4 separate regions of the Mus musculus genome follow, and regions 2, 3 and 4 are each linked to region 1. The links are chromatin contacts, called in public HiChIP or PLAC-seq maps. All regions are on one chromosome and are shown on one strand. The core of a region is the stretch at or near the end of the contact, and the rest is flanking DNA. Distances in the headings are between cores, read along the strand shown. Region 1 has its middle 11 kb from the start of 1700110C19Rik. Region 2 overlaps Pacrg (PARK2 co-regulated). Region 3 overlaps Pacrg (PARK2 co-regulated). Region 4 overlaps Pacrg (PARK2 co-regulated).

What was found. HiChIP or PLAC-seq counts read pairs in DNA pulled down with a chosen protein or histone mark.
Region 2: a contact with region 1 is called in an H3K4me3 HiChIP or PLAC-seq map of bone marrow-derived macrophages, with 5 times the contacts expected there. The contact joins two enhancer-like sites. A contact is called at or near these places in 8 of 39 promoter capture datasets (the 3T3-L1 cell line, 3T3-L1-derived adipocytes, cancer-associated fibroblasts and 4 more), 11 of 484 Hi-C or Micro-C datasets (the 3T3-L1 cell line, brain, cerebellar granule neurons and 6 more) and 7 of 115 datasets of contacts at active chromatin or transcription factors (bone marrow-derived macrophages, embryonic basal ganglia, embryonic forebrain and 4 more).
Region 3: an H3K4me3 HiChIP or PLAC-seq map of bone marrow-derived macrophages shows a contact between it and region 1, with 4 times the contacts expected there. The contact joins two enhancer-like sites. A contact is called at or near these places in 5 of 39 promoter capture datasets (the 3T3-L1 cell line, cancer-associated fibroblasts, liver and 1 more) and 6 of 115 datasets of contacts at active chromatin or transcription factors (bone marrow-derived macrophages, embryonic basal ganglia, embryonic forebrain and 3 more).
Region 4: an H3K4me3 HiChIP or PLAC-seq map of bone marrow-derived macrophages shows a contact between it and region 1, with 4 times the contacts expected there. The contact joins two enhancer-like sites. A contact is called at or near these places in 4 of 39 promoter capture datasets (the 3T3-L1 cell line, hippocampal neurons and liver), 3 of 484 Hi-C or Micro-C datasets (cortical neurons and nephron progenitors) and 4 of 115 datasets of contacts at active chromatin or transcription factors (bone marrow-derived macrophages, embryonic basal ganglia, embryonic hindbrain and 1 more).

Annotation. Positions count from the first base shown.
Region 1 is chr17:10,333,278-10,337,962 of GRCm38.p6, forward strand. No RefSeq gene overlaps it. Among named protein-coding and RNA genes, the nearest start is that of 1700110C19Rik, 11 kb to the left of the region's middle. RefSeq lists an enhancer at 286-3,897. Within about 2 kb of position 2,149, at least 204 of the 459 cell types and tissues checked have an H3K27ac peak or open chromatin away from gene starts, as enhancers often do. A contact at or near this core is called in bone marrow-derived macrophages, where this site is marked.
Region 2 is chr17:10,722,305-10,726,989 of GRCm38.p6, forward strand. All of the region lies in intron 2 of Pacrg (PARK2 co-regulated), which reads right to left. Among named protein-coding and RNA genes, the nearest start is that of Gm16169, 83 kb to the right of the region's middle. Within about 2 kb of position 2,812, at least 16 of the 459 cell types and tissues checked have an H3K27ac peak or open chromatin away from gene starts, as enhancers often do. A contact at or near this core is called in bone marrow-derived macrophages, where this site is marked.
Region 3 is chr17:10,701,753-10,706,437 of GRCm38.p6, forward strand. All of the region lies in intron 2 of Pacrg (PARK2 co-regulated), which reads right to left. Among named protein-coding and RNA genes, the nearest start is that of Gm16169, 100 kb to the right of the region's middle. Within about 2 kb of position 2,524, at least 18 of the 459 cell types and tissues checked have an H3K27ac peak or open chromatin away from gene starts, as enhancers often do. A contact at or near this core is called in bone marrow-derived macrophages, where this site is marked.
Region 4 is chr17:10,672,733-10,677,417 of GRCm38.p6, forward strand. All of the region lies in intron 2 of Pacrg (PARK2 co-regulated), which reads right to left. Among named protein-coding and RNA genes, the nearest start is that of Gm52294, 120 kb to the left of the region's middle. Within about 2 kb of position 2,534, at least 5 of the 459 cell types and tissues checked have an H3K27ac peak or open chromatin away from gene starts, as enhancers often do. A contact at or near this core is called in bone marrow-derived macrophages, where this site is marked.

The DNA of each region.
Region 1 (4,685 bases), core at 899-3,398:
TATTTCCCTTTCATCCTGCACACAAAACCTCCCTTTCACACTTACCCAAAGACTAGGTGTGACCATGTGATGATTTCCGGTCAACAGGATATAACTGGTTGCACCCCTTCTAGGCCTGGCCTGCAAATATCCTTTTTTTTTTTTTCTGCTCTCCATCATTGCCTGACTGATTCAAGCCAGCTGGGTAGGAGCCACACAGGTCCCACAATGAAAGCATGGGCAAAGGCCATTCTCGAGAGCTTTCCCTTGCCACGATCCCGTAGCCCAGATAAGGTTGTGTTGTATTTTCACCAACATGCGCTTGGCAGGCCACAGATAGACCCTGCGCTGGAGAAAGGGCCAGTACTGAATCGTGGAATGTGAGTGATGTCACTGGTGGTACCTGTCCAGTAGGCGCCCTGTCCTTTACCTTCCTGTAAGAAGAGGTACTTCCCTCTCCCCTCTCAGAGAAATGGATTGCCACAGTCACCAAGTTGAGCAGGCAGTCCACGATGAGTGGAGGGACACACAATGTTGGTCCCAGTAACTGGTTCAAGGATAGCTACTACTTGACCCAAAGCAAGAGTGGCAAGTGCTGCTGAAGCTGTCAGCAGAAAACAGGGCCCCTTGTTTAGGCAGATTACTGGCTGAAGATAAAGATGCTTCAGGAATCCTGGTAGCTCGGTGAGGGGCTTGCTGAAGAAGTCAGGAAAAAGCAGAGCTGAAGAGAGCATTTCCCTGTGGCTTGTTGGGGCTCTTGAGCTCATTACGGTTGATTCACATTTCTGTCACCCTGATCCATAAACTTCCTCCTGCCTTAAGGTGATTGGAGCTAGTTTTCACCAGCTTATAAGGGCAAGGTACCAGTTTACCAGCTTTGTCCAGATTCCTTTTAATTTTCAGTGAGCTTCTATCTGATTGAAGGTTTCTTGTAGTAAGTAGTGAACTGGGGCAAATTGGAAGTTTTTATGAAATTTAGCACATTTCCTCCGATGTTTCCTAATAGTAAGATTTAACTAGTAATATTTGTACACTTTCGTTCAAAGCAACATAGTTGCAATCCCAGGTATTTCCAAAATGTGAACTAGGATGTAAGTTATTTTCTATTGCTAACTATTCAGGCTCTCATTGCTGTATAGTGTGTACCCCAAACTAAGCAGGATGCTTCATAAGACCTATAATCCATGTGTTTCATCTCAACCACTGTTAGGTATTACAAGGCTTTGACTTAAAATTCCTACCTGGTTAAAGCAACCCCCTTTCCACAGAGGAGTCTTTGTCCCAAAGCTGCTTAGTTCCATGTTGCCATCCTCTTCCTTTCTGATGAAAACTAGCCTGGCCAATCCATCCTTTACTGCCCCTGTATTCACTCCCAGGCTTTAAGGCCATTGGTCATCCTTCCTGTGAGACAGTGCTTTAGGAAGAAAGGAAGACTGCTCTAGCTTCCTCTCTTGAGCTCTGAGCCTTTGCTCTCTCCCTTGCTCTGTGCACTCCAGACCTCCCAAAATAAAAGCCAGGAGGAGTGTTTAAAAATAGTTTTTAAAAGCTTCATAGGGTGTGTGGGTGTCAAGGTAGCTGTTTGCGTGCAGACTTTCTCTTGGGATTCTGGGTTCTGTGCACAGAACATTTATGGAAGTTTTTCAACCTTCCATAGTGAGTGTCGATGTATTGTGTCTAACCCACAGGCTGATTTTGCGCACGTTTTCCCCGACACAGCCACATTCTGTTCCCTTTTCTTGCCTTACGTATTAGTGTAGACCCCTAGATCTTCATGCCTCACTTCTGTGGGTGGCAAAGGAGAAGGCAGCCGCCAGCGCAGTGGAGAGGGCAAAGCAAACCTGTCTGTTAAGAAAGAGCGGGACAGAACAAAGAGCACACATCCTTTGCCAACAGTCTTCGGAAACAGGCTCAGTCCGCTCATGCGCAGGAAGAAGGCCGGCCCGGGATAGTGTGGGCAGGAACAGGCAGAATGACCCCCGGGGATCACGGGTTTGTTGGAGTTTCCAGCACCTTTCATCCTTTGTCCCCACTTCTGATTCACATGCATATTACCCTGACCAACTCCACACTAAATTCTCTTTCTCCCCCTGGCTCTCTGGAAGGTGGTGGGAACCTCTAAATATTTATGAGGTGTCCGGGACTCTGGTGCTCTTGTGGCGCTAATGAATGCGTGCCTGCGCACAGGGACCCGAAACCCGGCAAAGGGACGGCCACACAGCTCCTGGCCTCGCAGTTCCCAGGCCCGGAAGAAAGCGGGGAGGATGAAGGGAGGAGAAGCTGTTGTCAGGAGAGAAACAAACGGTCGGGCTACACAAAAGAAAGAACAGAGTTCCATCTTTGCCCGCTGGAGCGCTCTGGAGCGGGTAGGAATGTGCGTGAGGCAGGGGAGTAACTCGCCCGATTCCCAAGTCGGAAATGAGTTTCCTAGGAGACAAAGAACCTACCCGCATTTTCTTTTAAGCCCCACTTTCTCCAGTTAAGAGTCTGGACCTCTCGCAGAAGCTGTTAGGGTCCTTTATGCGCTGTTTTCATTAGGGAGCTAAATTCCGTCTTAAAGTGAACTCTCCCTAAATATGTTTGCATAAAGGAATCTATAATTCTAGCTTGGAATGTAAATCACCTGTAGTAACAGGTGGTCTTCGTGGTATCTTAATAGAAAGAGTGATGTATTCATACATTGGAAATGAACCGGGGACGTCGGAATGTCCGGAACATCAAGCACCAGAAAGAATCGTCTGCCTAGCCCCCATTGGCTCGCGTCTCCAGACACCGAGATCTGAGGGCTCCCTCAATGTCACTCCCAGGCGGGGGAGTCTGCAGGCAGCTAGTCTATTGAAGTCATCCATACAATGCTGATTATTTTCCTTTGTAGGTCTCAATATCCAAAAAGATTAAGGTTTTGTTACTTTAAAACACTCGTTCCGGATGCAAGAAACAAGTAACCTTGGCTCCGCTCATCTATCTTCCTAGGATGCTAAAAAAAAAAAAAAAACTAGGAAATCCTACCTCAGGCCTGGTCATGGCCCAAACTTTAGCTCTGCCAAAGGGAGGCAAAGCAGAAACTGAGCCCTAGCTTCCTTTTGAACACACTAGAAGCTCTGCGCAGCTCCGTGACAGCCTGTAAGTCAGTTGTAGAGAGCTAAGACTTCATGTTGGAAGATTCAAAACATGTCCCCAGGATCCCACCCTGCCCTGTCACCCAGACCTGACTATGTGATTCCTAAACATTCCGCACAGGAGAAAGACTGAATTTCTTGTGCTTCTGCACCAGGGCATTTCGTGGAAAAGTGCGAGTTAGTAGGAATATTTAGTAAATGTTTTCAGTGAGCATTGCGTAGCTTTGATCAAAAGAATGTACAGATTCTGTCGCCATTTTGTGAGGTGATAGGACTGAGTTTGTAAACACGACTACTTTGTGGTTGTCTATCGTTGTGGCTTCTACTCCGGTGATCTTTCCAGTTGGCCTTGCTAGGATCTGCAAAGGACTCCAGAGAGCTAGCTCCCCACTGACTCGAAGTGTGCTTTTAGAACCAGTGAGCAGAGCGCATACAATTCATCCCAAGTTTTTGTGTGTTTTTTTATTTTGGCTGGCGTTTTGACGAGTTTGCCGATCTGCTTACTGGCTTGTTCTGAGCACGCTGTCTTCTTCCTAAGGTACCTTTGACTGACTTGGAACTCGTAACCAACCTCCTGCCTTTGCCTTCCCAGTGCTAAAATCCTGGCTGTGCCACCATAACTTGGTTTCCTGTAAATTATGAGCCTTTAAGAAATGTGTCTATTCTTCTGGAACGATGTCACCAATTAACTTCACCTTAAAAGTGGTATATTAAAATAACCTATATGGGAATAGGTGGTAGGAGGGGCTGTATTTTAAAGTGTAAGATTCACAGAAGAAGGAAGGTCAGGCCCCTGTTCTATTATCCTTGAGTAGAACATCCTAGAATGTGCTAGAATGAGGTTCCATGAAAGCTCAGATATAACCTTAGGGGTCGGGAAAGAGTGACGTTTTCTGATGGGGCAGAGGGAGCTAGGGATGAACATGTGAACATGGAGGGTACACGTTTGTCCAGGAAAATTACACAATCACAGAAACTGTTACTACCCATAAAATCGCAAGGCCTATTCTAAACACATTGTTCACATTAGGAAGAAGGGGATGTGAGCATTCTAATGCACAAAATGAGGCTTTTTGAACTGAAAGATTTCTGCAGGCAATTTGATGCTAAGTGCCAACATACAGGATTCTGTATGCCTTTGGGCTATAATCTCACTTCTAGGAATTTTGTATAAATTATGAATGAATACAGACAATAATTTTATTCTACATGGAATAAGTTAAAGGGGGAAGATTTGGATTTTATTATATTATTTAAGTGTCATGAAGTATTTTTAAGTATTTATTTACCTCAGTATGTTTGGCTTATCTGTTATCTCTGTATTAAACATGAACTGATTCGGTTACAAGAAATCGGTAATAAAGTTATCTTGAGGAAACAAGTCTGTCCCCATCTTTGGGATCCACGTGAGGGTTAGTTGTCTCTGATAGCGGGCATAGGTCCTACAGCTGGCAGGCACACTCTAAGCAAGCGCACTATCCTTTAGCTCTGATCAGCCAAATCCTGGGGAATTTCAGTGAAGTAACGGTGCCCTGAAGTTATGAATAAATTCAACTATACATTTTAAAAAATATTATTCAAACAGTCTCC
Region 2 (4,685 bases), core at 1,562-4,061, 390 kb after region 1:
CTGGTTGGAGAAGGATCATTGGAACTTACCCTAAGACTGGAAAAATACTACGAAGCTGATAAAAATCAAAGATATAATTGGAAGGAAATACAAGATCTATCTCCAGACTGACTCATGCTTTTGAGAGTTCTGCAAATAAGTAGAGGACCTGAATAATCCATCTCTTCAGAGGAGTGGAGAGTGACTGAGTGTTAGTGGGTCTTTGTAAGATGAGAGATACTTGAAATATCACCAGCAAATGTGTCTTTATGATGGTATGAAAGCATATTTTTCCAAGGTAAGAAACTAGCTAGCAGCTAGCCAAACAGCCAGTAGATACCAGTGATCTGTGGGGTGAAAGGAAAACCTTCCTGTGGGGCTTTCCCTGTGTCAGACAGTACATATCAGCAATGGAGTCTCTCTACTCATAGGAAAAAAACAATCTAGTTAACAAAAACCTAGTGGTGACAGAATGTGGCTCTGGATGCTGACTTCATCTTTTAAGTATGAAAATTAGATTCAGTTAGTGAATAAGAAATAAGGAACTACAGTTAGGGATTGTCCAAAGGCCTGGGGCTTGACAGTGAATGGGATATTAGAGAGATATTACCCATGAAGGCTACAGCTCAGTAGGTGCCCATTTCATGGAAATGAGTGCTGAGCTTGGGGAGGGGGGGGGCAGTGCGGTGGAAGGACACCTGATGGCTGACATCAGGCTTGTGAGAGCCATCCGTGCTGGTCATGGGCTGGAGTACAGGTGTGGTATTTAGGATGCAGGAGAGGATGGTCCTCTTCAGGTATAATTTGGAAGTTTGATTCTCATCCTTTATCTGCTTATGTAAGCTTAAGATCCATCCCCACAGACCATGCTTCCCTCACACAACACAACACAACACAACACAACACAACACAACACAAGAGTTTCCATGGTCTACTATATCAAGGTGAGCCTTCCTTGAGTTCCTTCAGGCCACAAGTCCACAGGCGCACACCTTTGTGATGCTCCACAACATTCTTATTGGGAGAACCCCTCTAAAGCAGTATGTCACTCATCTCTGTCCTAATTCAAATCTCTTGCTGATTCAAGGCATCAGCATAGATATTTTTTTTATTAGTGCTGAACTTCTTCCTGAAGGCAGGATCACTTGGAAACCTCATTGTACCCCCAAAGAAAACTGGTCTCCTTAACAAACTGTAATTGAGTTTGCACATCATGAGGTCAGCCACCAGGCAGGCAGTGAAGCAAAGCTGGAACATGGTATGTTTGTTCCTCCAAAACCAAACTCATAAACCTAATCGTTGATGTGACAGTGATGGGCAGCAAAGCTCCCTAGGTGCTTCTCCATCCTGTATGGGCTACAATTGGATGTTGGTTCCAAAACAGCTCGATGCTACCAGTTCCTTCTCTGTCTCACCATGCTTTCTGTGATGGTGCTACCAGTCTCACCTCTGTCTCACCATGCTTTCTGTGCTTGCACCATGAGTTGATGTAAGAAGGTCCTGGGAAGAACCCCACTTGGTTCTGAGCTTCTCAGCTTCTGGAACTGTAAGAACTAGATTTCTTTTCTTTATCAATGACACTGCTTGCAGTATTCAGTTACAGTAACATAGAATAAACAAACACACTGGCGATTCAGAAGCTTAATAAACTGTCAATAGGCATGCTCTAATAGAGTATCTGCTTTGATGCTAGGTAGGGATGTAGTCCATATTCTGGTTTTTCCTGTCCTCTCTTATTTTTAAAAACCATCGGGGACATCAGCATGAGGAGCTGCCAACACCAGGACAACATTGTGCAACAGCCACAGATTAGCCAGAGCACAGATCAGTCTTCCCTCTTGAGTCTTAAATAGCTTTCCATTTGCTTCCATGTCCTCAAACACTACACAGCCCTGGATTCATGCTTTAGCATTTGACTTCCAGCTTCCACTCACAAGATGTCAACATTGCCACATCAAGATCAAAGTCATCTGTGACTTTGAGGAAGACACCAGATAGGCACAATTTACTTTTTATTATGAATTTTGTACTATGTATGAGGGATAATGGTTTATAGGAATGAGAGATAACTGTATTCTAAATTGATCCATAAGTTTTACTTTTTCAATCATTCTTGCTTACTAGTCAGAACTGACCTTGGGATGTATAAGCGAATATTGCCTGAAAGCCTGGGGATATTATGTTTTGCTATTTTTGTTCATAAATAGGGATCTGTAAAGACAAACCCCCATCCACTTTGGATTGTCAAACTCCTGCAAGGATTTTCTCTTCTGCAGCATGGGATATAATGGACTTTGCTCTCTTTTCCTCCTCTGCATTTTCTACAGTCAACAGAAGCATTGGTGTTACAATGTATCTAACAGTCCAAGCTGAACCCAGACAATCTAAGGTCATAGAGATGACCTCTTATGTAGATTCCTGTAAGGTGAATGGACTTATCACAAGTTCTCAAGTAGCAGCCTTGCATGACATTTCAGTGGTGATGGGGGAGTCTATGGCACTAAATTTGCACACAGTACTCCTCAGGGTTACTGATGCTTATGTGGGGTCAGTAAAGCACTCTCCTTTGCAATGACCACTGTCTAACACAGCTATGTCTTGCTAGACCCTATTTCACATCTGTGTTCTTTCTGGATGTTCTGACTCTTACATCAAAAACAGCATGATGAGGGATCTAGGGTATGGCTGGATCTTGACATTACAGGAGAGGAAGGAGGCTACCACGTGCCTAGGACCTGTCATATGCCGGGTGCTCTGATGAGGTTGCTAAAGATAGATACTCAACAAGTTCCAATGCATGCCATATAGAGAGGCAGCCTCAGAGACATGTGGAAGTTGAAACCCAGAGGAGGAAGTAGCACAAACGTTCCCATCCTTTCACTAGCCATGGGCATATCTTAGCCACTATCTTCCATATTTTCTAGTATATTGAAAGTAGCATCTCCATCTGCCTTGTTTACTGTTTTATCTGCAAAAACTGACCTAGGGCCCAGCACACAGCAAGTGTTCAATACATATTTGTTGAGTGGATGACTGAGTGGATGGATGAATGAATGAGTCGATTTTCCTCTGATGTTTAATCTTCATTTTTAGTTTGTTGGATTAAAAGACACTTAGGAGACTGATAAGCACATCTCAAAGTGTGTCTATAGCAACATTTCCAGACACAATTAACTAAGGCAAGGCAATCCTCCCCAAGTGGTACCAACACATCTTGAGGTGTGTGTGCGTGGGGGGGGTAAATCTGGGGTGGGGGAGGTGGAAGTGGTAGTTCTGTTGAACACAGGCATTCTTGCTTTGCTTCCGGGTCTCTATGACATGAGTTGTTTTCCTCTACCAAGCCCCCCTCTTCCAACCAGATAAATTAAAACCTTTGAGATTTTGAAGCAAAACAAATTTTTCCTTCATCATGCTGTATATAATCGATATTTTATCACAGCAACAGAAAGTGTGACTATTATATTCTCCATTTGGTCACTGATTGGAATCCTTACGAGATCATCTTATGCCCTATATAGAATTCATCAGATGTCTGTGCGTTGTAGCTGGAAGGAGCTCATGCAAGTGGACAGTGTGGATTAGGGTTAGCACCAAATAGTCTGCTCCTATGATGCCTGCACCTTACATGCAAGTCCCTGAGTTCCCTCACACAGACACACAGGCACAGGCACAGGCACACAGACACACAGACACACAGACACACAGACAAACAGGCACAGACTCACAGACACACAGACACACAGGCACAGGCACAGGCACAGGCACAGACACAGACACACAGACACACAGACACACAGACACACAGGCACAGGCACACAGACACACAGACACACAGACACACAGACACACAGACACACAGGCACAGGCTCAGGCACAGGCACAGGCATAGGCACACAGACACACAGACACACAGACACAGGCACAGGCACAGACACAGACACACAGACACACAGACACACAGACACACAGACACACAGACACACAGACACACAGACACACAGGCACAGGCACAGGCACAGGCACAGACACAGACAGACACAGGCACAGACACAGACAGACACAGACACACAGACACAGACAGACACGGACATACAGACACACAGACACAGAAACAGACGCAGAAACAGACACAGACAGACACGGACACACAGACACAGACACACACAGACACATACACAGACACAGAGAGAGAGAGAGAGAGAGAGAGACAGACAGACAGACAGACAGAGACAGAGAGAGAGAGACACAGAGACACACACACAGAGAGACACACACACCCTACAGAAAAAATTAAGGCACATGGTGACACAGTTGTTTTCTGCCTATTATATGTAATAATTGAACCTTAGCTCTCTGCCCAGACGAAGAACTAACACATAGCTTTACCTGACTTACCTGCTGCTCCCCGAAAAATTTCCCTGTGGAATAATGATCAATTGTCATAGCAGGGATTACTTAAGACTCTTGAGGAAGGTTGCAAACAGGCTATGACTCTCCTTCTACTAACGATGTATTTAGCACACATTTACATGAAGCCCAGTATTAGTCTTTGTGAAATGTAAAATACACTGAGTTTAAAATTGAGCTTTATCATATAAACTAAGGGGTGTTTTTTTAAGTTAATGGGAGTATTTAGGACATGTTGTAGTTTCTTTGTACACAATTAGCTTTTATAAGGAGCAAAATCTTTTGGAATAAAAAAATTA
Region 3 (4,685 bases), core at 1,274-3,773, 370 kb after region 1:
CAAAAAACAAAAAAAAACAACAATCAAAAAAACTGAAAAACAAGAAACAAAAAAACCCAACATGATTGCAGACTGGATCCAGACAGAGAACAACTGTTCTAGGAAGCTGTATCCATGCGTTGTCCTTAACACTGGTAAACATGTAACATTTCAGAAGTTCTTTCAATTTTTCCTTATAAATTGTTATGGCATCTAGGCCAGATAGTTATGTGTTCATTTGATGTTCATATGGTTGCATTAGGTTCTTCCAGAGGTATCGGAGTATAATTCGATATTAGTTAATGGTTACTAAAAAAAAAATTGTCAAATTTTCTAACAGAATATATTTTAAATGAATTTAACTCAGGGAAATATCTATGAAAATGAACATCCCTTACAATGAGGAAAAAAATCAATGTTCAATTTATTGAATATTATTGTTTTGAACAATCTGGTGTCTAAATAAATGTATATTGAATTTGCTGATTAAACAAAACAAAACAAGAAAAGTAGTGCCTTCCAGGCATGATCGTTTTGAATAGCCTCAGTCACAGGGCAGGTAGACACAGCATGCACCTTGTGTGCCATTTGCCGTTTGTATGCCAGTTAATTAGTTCGTGATTGTGAGCAGTCACACAGCCATGAACCAAAGCCTGGAAACAGGAGTACAATGAATGTCAGAGACAGGGCTAAAGAGAGGGAAGGAGTGGGAGAGGAAATGGGAAGAGAGGGGAGAAGGAAAGAGTGTGCGAGAAGGAATTGAGAAAGATTAAGGGTAAAGGCAGAGATGGATGAGGTAAGACAGAGAAGACAGGTTTTCCGGCGTGAGTGGCAAGGGGGTAAGGCTCTAGTAATGTCTTAGGTTTGTGTGTGTGTGTGTGTGTGTGTGTGTGTTTTGTAGTACTGATTCAAATTTATTTTATTTTAATCATAAACATCTCAAGAATTTACTTTTTTATTCTAGAGCTGGGTATTTCAAGCTGTAAAATGGAGGAAGTATTTCTCTGACCTGGGCTTCACAACAAAGAGAGCAAAGGTAGAAGACAGATATAATTGCTTTCTTAATTCATGACTCTGGGATCAGAGTGCACTCTGTGATTTAAAATTGTCTGGACACAGAGACTCAAATTTGTCTCTGAAATGGACTCAGAGACATGTGGCTTCTGACTCAGATGCAAAGGTCACAGTGCTGACTCATGTGCTTCAGAGCCAGATATTTTGTTTCCCATTCCAGAAGCAAGGCCACTTGCTAGGACTGTAAAGTTCCCACATTTGCAGGCAGAAGTGGAGAAGAGGGGTGGCGGCATGTGTCCTGCGGAAAGACTGCAGCGTGGAGGCTGGGAGTCAGCAGTCTTCCGGTGACTCTGCACATTATTCAGTGTGCCGAGAGACAGGCTGCATGCAAGGGGTCTTCCCAGCTGTGTGGGTGGAACCACCACGGCAATAAATAAGACAACACGATGGACCCGAGGCACATGCAACATGAGGAGTGAATATGAACTTCGGAGGGATAGTCTACAAAGCCAGATATCTAAGGCAGAGTCAGAAAGGAGTGTCCTCACAATTGGCACTTTTGGGGAAAGCATCTACAGAGGTATATATAGAAGAAAAAGAAGCTGGTGTTCTATGAAGGGGGTATTTGCAACCACTTGTGTGTGTCAGTGAGTCTGTGGACAGATGTTGACTTTAGGGAGACCTGGCTGTGTGTGAGGATAAATACCAAAGCGGCCAGGAGCCTGTTGCTAGAAGGAAGGGGACAATTACATCTCGGATAGACTTAGGAAAAGTTAATATTCACAAAAATTCTTACTTTGTACTGCAGTAGAACAGTTCATGAGACTATTGGCAGTCTTTGGCAAGACACAGTCTCTCCAAAACAGGAAAGTGTCACAAGAAAAGCAGTGAAGGTCAAAATGCTGACAAGAAAGCAAAAGATTGCTGCTAATTAACATAATTAACATAAATGTTAGTTCACTCACTGTACAGGGAAAAGAGAAAGAAATATCTGAAAAAAAGCAACAGACAAAAATCTCCCCCCAATTAGATTCTAGTCAATAAGCATAGATTCTAGACTCTCAACATACTGCAAGAAAAAAACATGTCAAAGAAATCATATCTGGATGTGCTGGCATCTAAATGCAAGAGGCCATGACAAGGGAAAGTCTTAAAGAACCAAGGAAAGAGAACATTACACACAAAGGAAGAACGATTCCAATGTTCAGACGTCACATCAGCAGAAGGCAGGAGAGACACATCTTCATGACCCTCCGAGAAAACATGGCCTCAGAAGTCTGCTAGGAATATCCTTCAAGGATGGGGGTAAGGAAAAACATTTTTAGGTCATAAAAACATGTATGGCTGATTAGCACTAAAATTGTTTCACTGTCTTGTGATGTTTTTAGTGTTGGTAGATTTAAGCCTAGCAACGTAAACCAAAAAGCTATACAGCTAAAGACCATAGGGGAGGGATGCATGTATGTGCTAACCTAAGCAATCGGTAAAGGGTGAGGCATCTGTATTGTAACACACAAAGCAACCACAAAATAGAGAAGAGCAGCCTGTATCTAAAAGATACTATAGAAGTCAACCAATCTTTAAAAAGAGGAAGGGGAGGAGTGAAGAAAAGAACAGAACAGAGTAACACAAACAGTTGCTGCAAAAACAAACTATAGCACAGACTGTGATTCAGCATCATCAAGAATCACACTAAACCAGCACTAGACAGATGCCTGAAGACAGAAGTTCATAGACCAAGCATGGCCAGTTTCTATTGTGTGCGTGCATGTGTGTGCACGCTTGCATGTGTGTACAAATGTATGTATATGATCTGTAACTATTCTAAATGCAGTAGCTATCTCAGTCGATTTATTGTTTCAAAATATTTGAAGAGATTTTTTTTTCCAAGTAAGTAATTTCAAACCACAGCCAACAAGAGTTTTTTCTGGTAACAGAAGGCAAAAAACCCTCGAGTTCTGAACTATGAGTGAGAGTTGTCTTTGATAGAGAACAAAATCTCACACACTTGTTCTTGCAAAACCCTTTGTGTGGAACTGTCCATCTTCTGGGACCCAATGACTCTTCATCTGCAGACCAAAGAGGCCACTTTATTGTCTCGGTCACACTGTGATGTCTCCGCACCTCATGCAAAGCCGAAATAAATGAGCAGAAAATGAAGCTGTTTGTTGAAAATAATGTAGTTCCTAGTTTTACTTGTGCAAATTGATGAGAACAAACTAATCCAGGACCAGGTGTTTCTAGTGACTCAGGGCATGCATAAACTATGCTGTCAGAGCATGTGCCTAACATTTCTCAGTATGACATCTCTCTGCTTAGGGATGGTAAAAAAATATAAAAAAATAAAAATAAAAATGCCTTTTTAAACCATGACCACTGATGAGTGGGTTTTCAGAAGTCACATCTATAGGAAACTATGGGCTATAATAATTCCATGCTGCTCTTTGGGAGTGTGTTGGAGCCTCCCTGGTTTCTACTTCCACTGACGCATGGGAATGGGAAAGGAAGCCAGTCTAACTAGACCCCGAATTGCTGGGGACTCCTACCACTTGAAACTATATATGCTTTAAAGTCATTTTGTTTCCTTTTTAAAGGTTTATTTTATTTTTTTAATTTTATTTTTAAAGACAAGATTTCTCACTGTGTGGCTCTGGCTAACATAGGATTTGCTGTGTAGTCCAGGATAACCTCCAACTGACAATGGTCTACCTGCCTCTGCTCCCCAAGTGCTAGGGTTAAAGAAAGCCCTGTGTCACCATACTTCTTCATACATGTGACCTGTTCTCTTTTGGGATAAAACATGTTAGTATGTATCAAAATAGAAAAGTCCAAAGTCAAAGATTTTTCTAACTGAAATAATAATAATTGGTGTTTATTCATCAACTCGCTACGTCTCCAAGTCTAATTACCCAAAGGGACAAACAATGCAGCTCAGATCAAACTGTACCTGAAGTTGTTTGGTTCATCTTACATTTGTATACAGAAGGTAACTAGGATAAGAAAACTATTTCCTGTATCACTCCTTCTACTAATCAAATAAATTCTCAAGTTTTAGGGATTTCAGGGCAGCTGAAACTACATGGGTTTCCTTGTGTTCCCCTTCCCTGCAAACTGCCCACTCTCTTTCTGCCTTGGGATGGAACCCAGAGCTTCACATATGTTAGGCATGCATCCTATCACGCAAAGATACCTGGCTCCAGGGTGAGGATTGCAGAGTCAGGCAGTCCTTGATTAACTACACTCCTTCTCAGTATTTCTCACCAGCATGACCTGTCTTATAAAACACACCCACGCAGGCTCTTAACCTAGCTGATCTAGAGCACAGTCCCTATGCATGTGGAATCTCAGTTACTCCCTTACAGGGTAATGCATTTATTTCCTATTTGTGCAGAATCAGGGAGAGAATAGTGGGGGAAGACTCTCAGCTGTCTCTTTACATTGGCATAAGCAGAGCCCTGCCTCGGATTCCTCACCTGCTGTCACACAGCCTTAGTAAATGAGCAGGGACCTGGGTCACACCGCTCATGACATTGTGCTCACAATACTGCACATGTATTGACTTCCCAGTGCCTCTTCACAGAGCTTTTAACACAGAGGAAACAAAGAGCTGTTTGGTATTAAATGGACCCAAATTGATTTAGTCACTAATGCACACCTTCATCCTGATCAACCACTCATTCAGAGCCTGTTAT
Region 4 (4,685 bases), core at 1,284-3,783, 340 kb after region 1:
AGATTGATATGCCACCTGCATTTAAAATGCAATAAGCCTCTATGCCAGCATGGAGAAGCAAGGCCCCTCCTGAACAACTTGGCTTCGTGAGTAAGTTCTGTCCTCTCGTCAAAAGACAGATAATGTCCTAACCCCCTGGGGGAGCAAAATGGAACCTTCTTTGTAGGTGTGATCAAATTAAGGCAGAAGCATAAATGGGTCCTTGTCAAGAGGCTGCTGTCCTCATAGAAAGGAAACTGGACACAGACAGACACACCCAGAGGGAGGACTAAATAGATGGAGAGAGATAATCAGAGTGGCTGCAGTGGACTTGACCAGTAGCAGGTGGAGAGACATGGAGGGATTTCCACTCCCAGGATTTAGAGGGAACACATCACTGCCAAGACTTTGGTCTTTGACTTTGGGCCTCCAGAGTGTTGAACAATGCGTTCCTGTTGTGTAAAGCCACTAGTCTGTGGCATGTTGTTCCACTAGCTGCAGGATGCTAACACAGCACCACTGGAGTTCCTGACATTTTACATAGATGATTACCAATGCTAGCTTCTACTGTGAGGATGATTAAGAGTAATGAGGCCGTGTCAACTGGTTAAAACGACATTACCACAAAACACTGAAAAGGAAACATGTGGATGAAGGAAAATATTCCTGCCTGCCCAGAATCTTGCCCTGAGAAACATCACAGAATTACTTATAAATGGTCTTCAGGGTTTTGCATATCTTTAAAACTCATCCTCTGTCCTCAGTTTCCCACGATGTAAACATTTCTAGCTGCGCTGGCAATGTCTTTCATTACTGTGAGACCTGGTGGCGAGGGGCATGAATTGTGGACAGGAACATCAGTGTACAGATGCATGGGCAGTAAGGGGGGAATCCCAGGAGAGACTCTGGGATTCTCTGCCTCCTCTACTACATCCAAAGACTCTCTCTGCTTTCCTGGAGCCCCAAAACTCTATCCTCCACCCCTCCAGACCCATCTGTCCATACTCAGTAGTGAACCCATACAGATGTGCTGCTGTCCGAGTGGAGCCCCTTAGGATAGGAAATGAACAGGAGAGAGGCCTGGGACAGTGTTTCTGACTGACACAAACACGCCTCATTTCCAGTGCATGGTCAGGCCCGGCTGCCATACTCAACCTTTCCCTTGCTGCCTCCCAAGATCAGGGTGTGAATTCTGAATCTTGGGTAGTTTGGGAAGGATCAGCATCACAAATGAATCACACAGCACACCCTCTTCTGTGTATCCCCAGAAGATATGACCACCCTGGGAATCAAAAACACCCTTCTTCCTGCTTGCAGCCCCTCCTACTGGAGCCAGTCAATTATCCCTCTGCTTCTCTTCTTCCCTTTCTTTTTCTCCTGTTCTCATTTGTTTTTGGCTTCCTTCCCTGTAGGTCTGGAAATGGCAGGCAGTCTCAAGACAATTTCATTTTTAAGTCCAGGCATATCAGCATGTAGGAGTGATCTCTGGGTATATTTATACAGTGACCGGTATATTTCCAGTTACCCAGTACTAGTTGTTGGTCCTGGGCCACACAGTTAATTACTACTACAAGTTTATTTTTCTATATTCTCAATTACTGACTCCAGCCTAATCAGTAATTTAGGACAAAGTGTAACAAACTATGACCTGATTTGTCAACATTCATCTCTGCAAAGTAACAGAGGAATCAGTTTATAGGATTAGGTATCAAAGGTTCACTCGCCCAAGCTCTGCCTTTATTGCATTGCCCTTCGCCGCCACATGCCACACGCGTAAACTACCGGATTCAAGAGAACAAGTAACACAGTTTTACCACCCAGCACAATGGCAAGCTCATAGTAGGTCTCAAAATGTGTTTAGTTAAAATGGAAAATATTAGCAAGGCAAAGAAGAAAACTGTCCTCGACAACTATTGGGCGGTGTTATGTAGCATTAGGCACGGAAGTATTTAGAGAGTGAACCAATGTTTGTGGCCAAATGCTTACACAATTCCAAAAATAAGGTTAAAATATTTGGTGCTATTAATTTTACATTGAGAGGCTTAGCAGTGTGTGTGTGTGCGCATATGTGTATAATATACATACCCCTTGTTTCTCATGTTTAACATGAGGCAAGAGATTCTAAAGCACCTGCCTCATTAGTCTGACAATTAAATAACCAAACCATCATTTTCTTTTCTAATGCAGCAGAAAACTTAATTTAAAGTACATTAAAATAGACTGTTGCTTTGAGCTTTTCGGTACCACATATAAAATGAAACAATTAATTAGCTGAGCATATTAGTCTACTCTTAGTTACTTTTCTGTTGCTGTGATAATATAACCTGACAAAAGCAAAGGAATGGAGGAAGGGTTTGCTCTGGCTCACACTCCCAGAGCATCGCAGCCCATCCTGGTGTCTAAGATACAGCAGCAGACAGACAGGTGCTTGGTTGGTCACATAGCATCCACACTGGAGAGTGAGTGCGGAAGTGGGGCTGGGCTATGACATCTCACTGCCTGCCCCTAGGCAATCTTTCCTCCAAAGAGGCTTCACTTCCCCTTGGTGGTTCCACAGCCTTCCCAAACACTGCTGCCATCTGCAGACCAAGTAAGCCAAGTAAGGGGACATTTCCCCTTCAATCTACTACAACCTAAAACACAGCAGAAGCTCCGAGCAGGAAAACAGTGCTTTTCATTTGCCAATTAGCAAGCAGGAACTGTGCAAAGACACTGAGATTTTAAGGGTTTAGTTTTCCTATAATCAAATCTTTAAAACAGTTGAAATTGGCACACTGTAGTAATAGTTCATCCTTATGATTATTAGATGTTTTAAGGAAGGTATCAATCAATTATATACTGTCTTCCATTCCTGATTTTGTGCTGCGTGTACAGGAAAACCCAAAGGCAGCTTGTGCGTGCATTAGAAGGAGACACAGCTTGTGCGTGCATTAGAGGTCCACAGAGTTAGTGCATTTACATCTGAAAAAAGGATACACCACCCTTCTTCCCTGTTTCAGCATACGTAAATGACTTTTGTTAGGGGACTGATACCTGTAAGAGAGGGGAAGGGAGAAGGAGGGGGAGATGGAGAGAGAAAGGGGGAGGGGAAGGGAGGAGGCAGTGCACATCAGCCCTGCCAGTCAAGCTCTGCAGCCTTTCTAGCCTGGGCCAAAGATAGATCAGTGCTGTCTGATGTTAGCTTGAGTGGGTCGGAAATGACCTCAAGGTCACTTTAACCCCAGAATTCATGGGAGCAATCACTTTCAATGCTTAAAAAACACAAACCAGATTCAAGCTTCTGCTTTACTAATGCTAACTTCTGGAGGGGACGCGGGCATTCTTCTTTAAGAATTACTTGCAATAAAGTTTGAAATTATTTTCTTCTGCATATCGGTTTTCATGCTGTATACCCAAAAGAAACTTCCTATGCCAGTGAAGAATGGGATTAAGTCTGAAAACAAATGGGGTTGTTCAGTGGATGCTCAGCTGTGACATAGCTAAGGCTACCCCGTTGTTCTTCAGTCCCAGTTCTCCTGGGCTGTCATTTCTACACAGGTAAAGCAACAGATACGGCAAAGTAAGTGGAGTAGACAGGCTCAGATGCAGCCGTGACATCTCGGCTTTCTTAAAAAGTCATGCCACTGAATGCCAAGTAGGAGGTAGAAAACTACAATGGGCTCTGGATCCCAGCAAATACACACAGACTTCAGCAGAGGGAATCTTTTCCTTTTTCAAAATACAGATATCTCTTATCACTGCTAGAGACAAATTACTTAGCAAGAAAAATTCACGTATTTATCAGTAGATATAATATCACATGCAAAAAGTCGAAGCGAGAGGAAACCCCAGAGAAAGCAATAAATCACCAGTGCATCTGAGCTGCAGACACCAATGCCGAGTGCCGAGCTGAGCCGGCGCCATCCTCTGCCCAGTCACTGCAAAGGATGATGCATGCTGCTTAACATGGCCCTTCCATGTACCTGAGCCCTTGCTAAACAGGGCTATCTCCTTAAAGATGCGATACGATTTAGTGTGGTTGTTAGTTCAATTCCAGGACTCTCTCGAGCCCAGACTATCAATCATGCCGAGTGGTGGAATTATTCATACAGTTCAGTGCTCTGGACTGCTGTTCACAAGAGACTGGAGAGATACGATCAAGCTCATTTAATTTAGACTTGAAGCTGGACCTGAACTTCACTCCCAGTGGAGGAGAGCTGTTTATCTACTGAGTCACCCAATTCCTTAGGTTTTGTTAAAGTGGTTTCCGATGGAGGATTCTTTCAGGATACTTTTCATTAAAGAGGAAAGGGTAATAGCATGAAAATTCAGAGATCTAAATAGCAGCAAGGGATTCCCAAGTTTGAGCTACTGAAAGGGGAAAAGTGGATATAAATAGGTTCAAACTATTGTGTGACCGGTAAGAAAAGTGCATGGTGCAATTTTAAGTTGTGTTTTTCTTGTGGTGGTGTCCTGTAATAACAGAATAGATCAGCAACTAAATAAATAATGGTTGAGGTTACACAGAGAAGAGCTAATTTATTAGAAAATGAGTCCCCATGCACAGCGACTCTCAGAAGTGTGGAGAATGGCTGTCACCCCTGTCCTCTTGGGTTCAGCTGCGTGGGAGCTGCTCAGGCTTCTGTTTAATCACAGACCTCATTTCTCTCCCTGGAGAGTTTCTCTCCTCAGATTCATCAGCACAAATCTGGGAGTGGAGGCAAATT